Linked DNA regions of Sus scrofa: all the other regions are linked to region 3. The links are chromatin contacts, called in public HiChIP or PLAC-seq maps. All regions are on one chromosome and are shown on one strand. The core of a region is the stretch at or near the end of the contact, and the rest is flanking DNA. Distances in the headings are between cores, read along the strand shown.

Region 1 (2,700 bases), core at 10-2,509, 1.4 Mb before region 3:
GGGGAAAGAGCTCTAGCAAATTAGTAGAGACCCTAGACCTCTGGCAAGCTATACAGTCTGAATTTTCTTTCAACCTAAAGAAATCTGCTAAAGTAATATAAACAGCAAGACAATCATTTTTATATTCATCAAATAGTTTGATTCTCAAAACAATCTTACAAATGAGAGCGATAGTCCCATTATGTTGGTGTGGACACTGAGGTTAAGAGCACTTCAGAGCTTTCACACCCTTTCTACAAAGCTATGGGCCTAGGGCTTTCCAAAAAGAAATAAGGACAGCATAAACTTGGTGCAACATTTGAAAGAGACGCGCGCCATAATTCTCGTATTTCTACTGGAAATATGTGATCCAGATGGGAGCGTTCAATTACTCAAGTTTCCTATTTGCATTTTAGGTTTGATGAGGGTCCCGATTACTCTGTACAATCATCTAAATGTTGACCGCCAAATATATTTACGAGGAGATAACACATGCAGGTCAAAGAAAGGGCGTGAGAACATTATTTTAGAAAGGGCTGCACTGCAGCCAAAACTAACTCTGGGCTGCAGTCCACATTCGCCCTCGCCAACTCCTCTCATTCCTCTTTCCCCTCCAGTGAACCATTCCTTCCAGATTGAGTGCAGCAAATTCCTACCTTGGTCTGAACACTCTTATCAAACTTGTCATTTTTGAAGCTAAAGGTATTCTGGTGCCTCTGAGGCCTGGAACGAGCCACGTTCCCTTTCTGGGAACTCATCGCAGAAACCACAATTTTCTCGAGCTGAGACAAGAAGATGCAAGGAAGACTACCACGCCAGTAACTACCCCACCGAGTTCAAGCTTCTGTCAACGACCCGGAAGTAACTTATCCAGCCTGTCTGGTCCCGCCCCGGCAGCCCACGTGACTCCTCGCAGAGGTCAAAGGGCGCCCTCCAGCCCCTCAGCTCCTGTCTCTTTCACTAGGCCGAGTCTCGACCCCTCCCCCTCCTCAAGGTTTTTCTCTCTAACCCTGGGTATACATCCTACTTTCTTCGAAGCGAGAATTTCCCCATTGGTCCGAATGTGGTAGTCCATCAAAGCGGAGGGGCGGAGAAGATTTGCTTCTATTGGCTCCTCTTTTCCGCAATACCCGCCTCCTGCCGACTTAGCTCAGCCTCTCCCGGGGCCAGACTCCTCTGGGCGGCTTGTGATTGGTGGAAATTGGGATAAGCTGGACTGCGTCCCTCCCCCGGCCCGCTCCCAGGCTGGAGCCCGGGTCAGCTTTGGCACCTTCCTCCAGTGACCAACTCGTAGTTTAGCGAGCGCTCTGCTACCCCCTAGGTTCCTTTCCAGCGTCCCTGTCTCCCACTTCGAGAGCGAACCCCGCGGCCGGTAGGCTGAAGAGGAGCCAGGAAAGAAGGACTAAAGAGAAGAAAGACCTGGCTGGTTCTAGGTGGTGTCTGCAGTGCCAGTAAGGGAGGTGGCGGCGGGCGCTGCGACCACGGCCGCGCGGGACGTGAGGCCCAACAGCAGCCGACGGCGGCGGCGGTGGCGGCCACTCCAGCGCCTCGCGCCGGGGCCGTTAGTCAGCAGAACGCCAACCTGTGTAAAGGAACAGGGCCGGCCCGAGGCGAGACTCGGGAGCGCGAGCCGGCTCCCCCGAGCGCCGCCGTCCTTCCTCGTCCCGGCGCCGGGGGCTGCAGCCCTTGTCCCCCTCCTCGGCCGGGCCCGCCTGCAGGCCGGGAGAGTCCGGCAGAGGCAGCAGCAGCAGCAGAGCGGAACGCGCCTTGTAGAGGACAGCGCGGCGGCAGAGGTTCCTTCTCGGCCCTTTCTGCCTGACGCCTTGGTTGCGGCCCTCAGGTGCAGGTGCGTGGGGCCGCGGGGGGTCGGGGCGCTGCGGCCCGGCTCGGGGAGGGGGCGCTAGGCCCGGAGCTGCAGCGCGGGAGGGACCAGCCGGGGCTGAGCGGGGGGAGGGGAGCGGGAGTCGTCTTTGTTGTTGGCGCCCGGGATCCCTCTCCGTGCCGGCGAAAGGCGGGGAAACTACTCCCGATCGGATCTAGGTTTTTGAGAAGATTGTCTGGTGGTTCAGTGAAGGGAAGAGATAGGAAAGTCCTGCGGTCGGTGAGGCTGCAGTAGTTTGGGGGCGGAAGGACGGACAGACGAACTGGGGAAGGTATTGGGTCCTCCCTTAAGAGAAAGGTCTAATTTCATTCCTTTGCTATTCTCTCTGTGGACGGAAAGCTGGGGCCAGGTTCCCATTCCCCTCCATGGCCCACTGTGAGATTCGCGATGGCTGAAAGCTTTCTCCTGAATGTCCTCGCGTGTGCCAGCCTCGATTTTAGATCATATCTACCCGGTGCTTGGTGATTTGGGTATTGTGGTCCAGCCGTCATGGGGTCTTCTTCTCTCCATAGTTGAACTTCACTCTTGTCTTTTTCAAACTCTGGCGTAGGCTCATTAGGAATTGTCTTTGAATTGAAAAATTATTGTTTGAATTTTTTTAACCCTGAAACGAAAAGTTCTGTCAAGTTAGATTTATTGTTGTGAAGGCCTTTTGTAAAGAAGAGAGTTTAACCTTGGCTTGTTTTTAAAAAAGTTCAGAGCTTTGATCCATAGTGATTTTTGCCAATGGCAGGACAAAACTTTTTTAAATGACGCATTGATTTAAGTGTGAGGTGGATTTGTTAAGCAGAAGGATGAGTAACGGAATACAGGGAGGGTGGCTTGTGAATTTTGGCTGT
Region 2 (2,700 bases), core at 198-2,697, 2.0 Mb before region 3:
CATCCAATATTTCCCTGTCCTGCCACCCTATGCCACAGCCACAGCCACATAGGTTCGGAGCCTCATCTGCAACCTATACTACAGCTCACAGTAACACCAGATCCCCAACCCATTGATAGAGGCCAGGGGTCGAACCCGCAACCTCATGCTTCCTAGTTGGATTCATTTCCACTGCGCCACAACAGGAACTCCCAGATTTTGTATTTCTAACAAGTGCCCAAGTGATACTGATGCTGCTGGTGTATGGTCCACACTTTGAGAACAACTAGGGTAGTTGCTGCAACAGTAACTTGCTAAAAATAGGCTCAATATCAAGTACATTCCTGTTAGAAACAACCTTACAGAGAAAATTATGATTGGCTGAGAAGGTGCTACATAATATATATTATGCAATACCTTATTAAATAACCAGCTTGTTTTATTACTTTGTTGGTTTTTTTCTTTCAATCATGCTTCTTCAAGAATTATCTTGTTCCACTTTTTAACAACTAAAATGGATGTGTGTGGGGGGAAGAATTTCCAAGTTACTTTTGTCCTAAGAATCACCTCCACTATTTCCCTGTCCTTCAGTGCCTCAAGAGAGTCACTTATCCTCTTTCATCATTATTCACTTATCTTTGAAAATGGCTATATAGTACCTATCTCGGTGAACTGCTGTGAGGATTAACGAGACCCTAAATGAAAAATCTTAGCCCTGAAAATGGCCTGTAAATGGCAGCTGCTCTGCTTTTACTAATTTGTCTACATCAAGAAAGTAAATTTCCTGGGACCAATATCCGAAACTACTTACATCTTCAACACATTAACTGCCTGTAGCAATAACTCCAAGTTGTAAAGAAAATGGTCAGTTACATTCTAGGGATTCAGCTTACTGTGGCAGAAAGCGGTCTGATTTGGAAACGTTGGCAAAGTGCATCAGGACAACATTCTCCCAGACAAAATTATAAATCAGAATCACCTGGATCATTACTTCAACTTCAAAGTCCCAGATAACCAAAACTACTTCCAAGGGAGAAGCTTAGGTGATTATTTAAAGGTAAATAATTACTCCAGGTGGATTTTTCTGATCAGCAAGTTTGGGAAACAAGGAAGGGACCTACCTCTCCATTTTAATGGTGGCTATCAGAAGGCCTAAAAACCGTTTCTATTTATTCATTAGGCCATTGTTTACTACAAAATTTTCGTAAGTCCCTTTCTGTGTTACTAATTTTGGTCTTCTGAGTTGAACTAAAGTCACCTGGAGAGGTCAGCTGCACGTGGGATTTTTTTGTTGCTGCTTTGAAAAGGTTCTGTTTTTAGTTAACTCACCCTTTCAAACTAGTCAGGGCCTGTGCCTCATTTCTGAATTGCCCCCTCTTGAATTTCCTCCTGCAACGCCTTCTTTTTGATCTCTCCCTCAGATCTAGCTTGTTTGGCCCTTCTTTTCTTGAGTAGAACATTTGGTGCTTTCCCAGTTCGAGACGCTTTGCTGGAATAGCCAATTTCCAGGGATTTTACAGGCTGGCCAAAACAGTTTGTTCAGAACAACAACGCCGACGCGCGGGGCGGAGGACTGGCAGCCAGTGAGGCCAAGCATTTCCTGACTCTGCACAACCACCCGTGACCTTGGGCGTGCAAGAGAGCCAGCGCCGCCTGCCCTGCTCCTTCCCGACAGCAACAAGGCAACGCTCAAGCTGTACTTTAGAACCGAAAAGGTGTGGGAGGGAACTGGACGGGGAAGCGTCATAAAGAGGCGAGGAGACCCAGAGGCTATAGAGCAGTTCATTTTCTGAGGCGAATCCTTCTACCTCTTTCTCCAGGGGTGGGGGAAGGGGGAGTAAGGAGGAAAGGGAAATGTCTGCCAAGGGGTCGAGACAAAGCGTGAGAACTGAGATGGCGAAAAGCAGGCTCGACTGAGAAAATCAGAAGGCGAGACGCTGAGGGCGGATAATCAGGTTAAAAATAGAAACGCGTCCTCCACCGGTCTAACTCCTACCAGCTCCGCCCGGAGGCCGGCAGCCCGGCCAGTGACTCGGCTCCGCGCAACTGCAGAGCGGTCAAGCTCGGCCCCTCCTCCCCGACCGGGTGACTGGAGTGAGAGGCGCGGCGACGGGCACGTGACGTCATCGCGCTCCCGGCGCCGCCGGCGCCGTCGGGGTTTTCGATGACGCACAGACCCCGCCCCCTCCCTCCCTCTTTCCCTCAGAGCCGGAGCGCCGGCAGGAGAGAACGCGTCAGTGAGCTGGAGCGCAGATCTGTCTGCATCTCAGTTTTGGGCTTGTAGCTCCCGGGAACAGCGCAGCTTCCTCGGTGGTAGAAGAAGCATCCGAGAGCGCCATCCGCGGGCCCTTGCGGCGCCCAGGCCTAGCTGCGCGCGCCCGGCTCGCCCTCGGAGTCTGCCCAACCCGCCGCTGGTGGAGGCGTGAGGCGACGACGGGTGAGCGCCGAAAGCTGCCTTAGCCGCCGCGGCCTTCGGTCCTCCCTCCGCCTCCTCTGTCCCCCCGCCCCGCGCCGCTTCCCTCCTCCCACTTCCCGAGCTCCGGCGTGTCCCGGCCACGCTCACTGCTGCTGCGGGAACAAAGAAGGACCCCGCGGCGGCGGCGGCGGCGGCGCAACCTCCTGCGGCTCCGACCGGCCCGCGGCTGCGGCTCCAAGGCACCCGACTCGCCTATCCCTGAGGGCTCGGACCGGCCCCACCGCGCCGGTGTCGCGCGCGAGCCC
Region 3 (2,700 bases), core at 162-2,661:
TCAGCTCTGCATTTATAAGAGGAATTAGTCATAGTTAATGCATTGGACGGAAAAATCTTCCCCAAAGTATTCTGTATCCCAAAACAGAAAAACAAAACAAAACAAAACCAGATTGAGGTTTTCTCATTTGTGTTTATTCTTGAGCAACTTGGCCTGACATATTTAGTTGTTTTTTTTAATTATAAACTCACGATGCACTTATTCATCACCCATGCTTTCCCATACATATCTCAGTTTTACTACTAACAACACAAAGTACAAGGATATGTTCAGTTTCACTACAGCTCTTCGCGTTTACAAGAGTGGAGCGCTTGCCTTCAAAACGCCCTTCTGATTGGCTGAGCCTATGTTAGTGACATCAACCAACTTACTTTTGATTGGAAGGTTGGTTGCTGGGACTGTAGCGTTTGCAGGAAGTCACTTAACTCTTTGAGAGCTGGAAAACAAACTGAAGTTCTCTTTTGTCATTAAGAACAAGCGCAACTGAGTAGGGAAGGTGTGTCCCACAGCTCCGAAAGCTGGATTGTGAGCCAGGAGGTCTGGACCAGCTAAGGGGTTGAGAAGCACTCCAGAAGATGCGCGACTGCTTTTTTGCAACCTCTCGGCTGTTACCCTTTTAAATGTCAGCGTTCGAGGCTGTAGGGGTAGCACGAGGCATCGAAACGGAACAGTCGGATTGGCCGCATGTCTCAGTTCTAGACGCACCTCTCCACCGAAAGGCCGTTCTGACTGGCAGGGGGAGAAAGTAAACAGAGTTGAATCACCCTCCCCACTGGCCAATTGGAGGGGGTTTGGATTGTGACGTGATGGGATTCTGCGAAATTGTTACTGAGCGAGAGAATGCCGGAACGGTGCGGACCGGCAAGAGCAGGGTCTCAGAAGCCGTCAGTGGACTGGGGGAAAAGTGTCTCTTAGACCTGGCGCTAGGTCCGGCCGTTGCCACCCGCATCCAGGTGGTCGGGTGAATGTCCTGGGGCTTTGGCTCGACGGAGAGGCGGCTGAGGGCGTGTACCTCTCTTGCAGTTTCCTCTCTCAGCGCCTCGGGGGCGTTTTTGGTCGAATAAACTTGCGACCGCCACGTGTGGCACCTTTCCAAGGGAGCCGGCTCGGAGCGGCCGGCGCGCCCGTCGGGGGTATAGCGCCCGGCGTGGGGCACCATCGGCGGCGAGAAGCGGCGGCGCAGCGAAGCCCGGGGCCGTGGATGCTGCGTGCGGAGGCGCTGCCGGTTACGTAAAGATGAGGGGCTGAGGTCGCCTCGGCGCTCCTGCGAGTCGGAAGCGCCCCGCGCCCCCGCCCCCTTGGCCACCGCGCAGCGCCGCGCTCATCGTCCGAGGCCAGGGCACAGCGAGCCGAACCTCTGCAGCCACCACCAAGTTTGGCCGCGTCGCTGGGGCTGCTGTCGCCCGCACCATGTCTGCGGCCGCCTACATGGACTTGTGGCTGCCCAGTGTCTGGTTTCCATTTCGAACCGCGCTGCGGTGCCGGAGCATGGGGGCGCTCCGGACGCCGAGCGGCTGCGACTACCTGAGCGTGAGGTGACCAAGGAGCACGGTGACCCGGGGGACACCTGGAAGGATTATTGCACGCTGGTCACCATCGCCAAGAGCTTGTTGGACCTGAACAAGTACCGACCCATCCAGACCCCTTCGGTGTGCAGCGACAGCCTGGAGAGTCCTGATGAGGATATGGGATCCGACAGCGACGTGACCACCGAATCTGGGTCGAGTCCTTCCCACAGCCCGGAGGAGAGACAGGATCCTGGCAGCGCGCCCAGCCCGCTCTCCCTCCTCCACCCTGGAGTGGCTGCGAAGGGGAAACACGCCTCCGAAAAGAGGCACAAGTGCCCCTACAGTGGCTGTGGGAAAGTCTATGGAAAATCCTCCCATCTCAAAGCCCATTACAGAGTGCATACAGGTTAGCGGCGTCTCCTTCTTCCCGCAAGCTCTGGGGTTAGTTAACCTTTGGCCGGGCAGCCTTTCTGGGAGTTAACAACGCACTTGGCCGAAAGGGTGCAAAAATTTTGGATAAGATGCTGTTTAACTCTTAAAAAAATTGAACTGTGTAGAGACAGAAAGCTCACTCTCTTCTTAATCGTCCCCAGCCTCTAGAAGCCATGGAGAGCATTAACCTGGCGGGGCGGAGTGAGTGCTGAGCGCCAGCCCCCGTGCGTGGCCACGCGGGGAGTGGTGCCTCCCCTCCCTGTCCCGCCCCGCCCCCCGCCGGACTCCAGCACCGGCGGCAGTGGGGCCACCCCACCTGGGCAGACGCTGACGGGGGTTGAGGGACACAGTCAAACCACTGTGTTATCTTTTATTTTATTCTCTTGTGGGATTGCAGCGAAGTGGCCAAACCTGGGGAGAAGCGGCGCACTTTACAGGGAACCTTTTAGGAATGACTAAGGGTTCGCTGGTTTAGCTGTATGCTTGCTACTTTTCAGGCCTTGCCAAGGTGCTTTTAAATTTGGCCAAGAATCCCCAGAGAGCTTTAAAATAATACTGCTTCAGGCAGCAGATGAGTTTGATCAAGTGATGGTTTGTTAACTTCACGACTAGTTAGCCTTTTAAATGAGAGATTCAGAGAGGATTTTTCTCCACGTGATTTAGGTCGCACCGGGCGGCCCTTAGCAAGGAGGTGTGGTCCTTGCCGAGGTCAAGGCTGATAATGAAGGTTGGGATGTTCTGGAGGCCCCAAGGAAGGTTA

The links. HiChIP or PLAC-seq counts read pairs in DNA pulled down with a chosen protein or histone mark.
Region 1: an H3K27ac HiChIP or PLAC-seq map of alveolar macrophages shows a contact between it and region 3. The contact joins the promoter of ABHD17B here to the promoter of KLF9 in region 3. A contact is called at or near these places in 2 of 2 datasets of contacts at active chromatin or transcription factors (alveolar macrophages and skeletal muscle).
Region 2: a contact with region 3 is called in an H3K27ac HiChIP or PLAC-seq map of skeletal muscle. The contact joins the promoter of TMC1 here to the promoter of KLF9 in region 3. A contact is called at or near these places in 2 of 47 Hi-C or Micro-C datasets (embryonic fibroblasts and skeletal muscle) and 2 of 2 datasets of contacts at active chromatin or transcription factors (alveolar macrophages and skeletal muscle).

The regions. Positions count from the first base shown.
Region 1 is chr1:225,191,845-225,194,544 of Sscrofa11.1, reverse strand. It overlaps ABHD17B (abhydrolase domain containing 17B), which reads left to right and starts at 1,259. Exons shown (of 4, transcript NM_001243558.1): 1 at 1,259-1,825. It overlaps C1H9orf85, which reads right to left and starts at 1,123. Exons shown (of 5, transcript XM_021064833.1): 1 at 1,007-1,123. The coding sequence starts at 1,054.
Region 2 is chr1:225,713,348-225,716,047 of Sscrofa11.1, reverse strand. TMC1 (transmembrane channel-like protein 1) reads right to left here and starts at 1,447. Exons shown (of 24, transcript XM_021064884.1): 1 at 1,309-1,447. It also overlaps a transcript of ZFAND5 not described here.
Region 3 is chr1:223,746,372-223,749,071 of Sscrofa11.1, reverse strand. It overlaps KLF9 (Kruppel like factor 9), which reads left to right and starts at 1,411. Exons shown (of 3, transcript NM_001011504.1): 1 at 1,411-1,434; 2 at 1,437-1,914. The coding sequence starts at 1,411.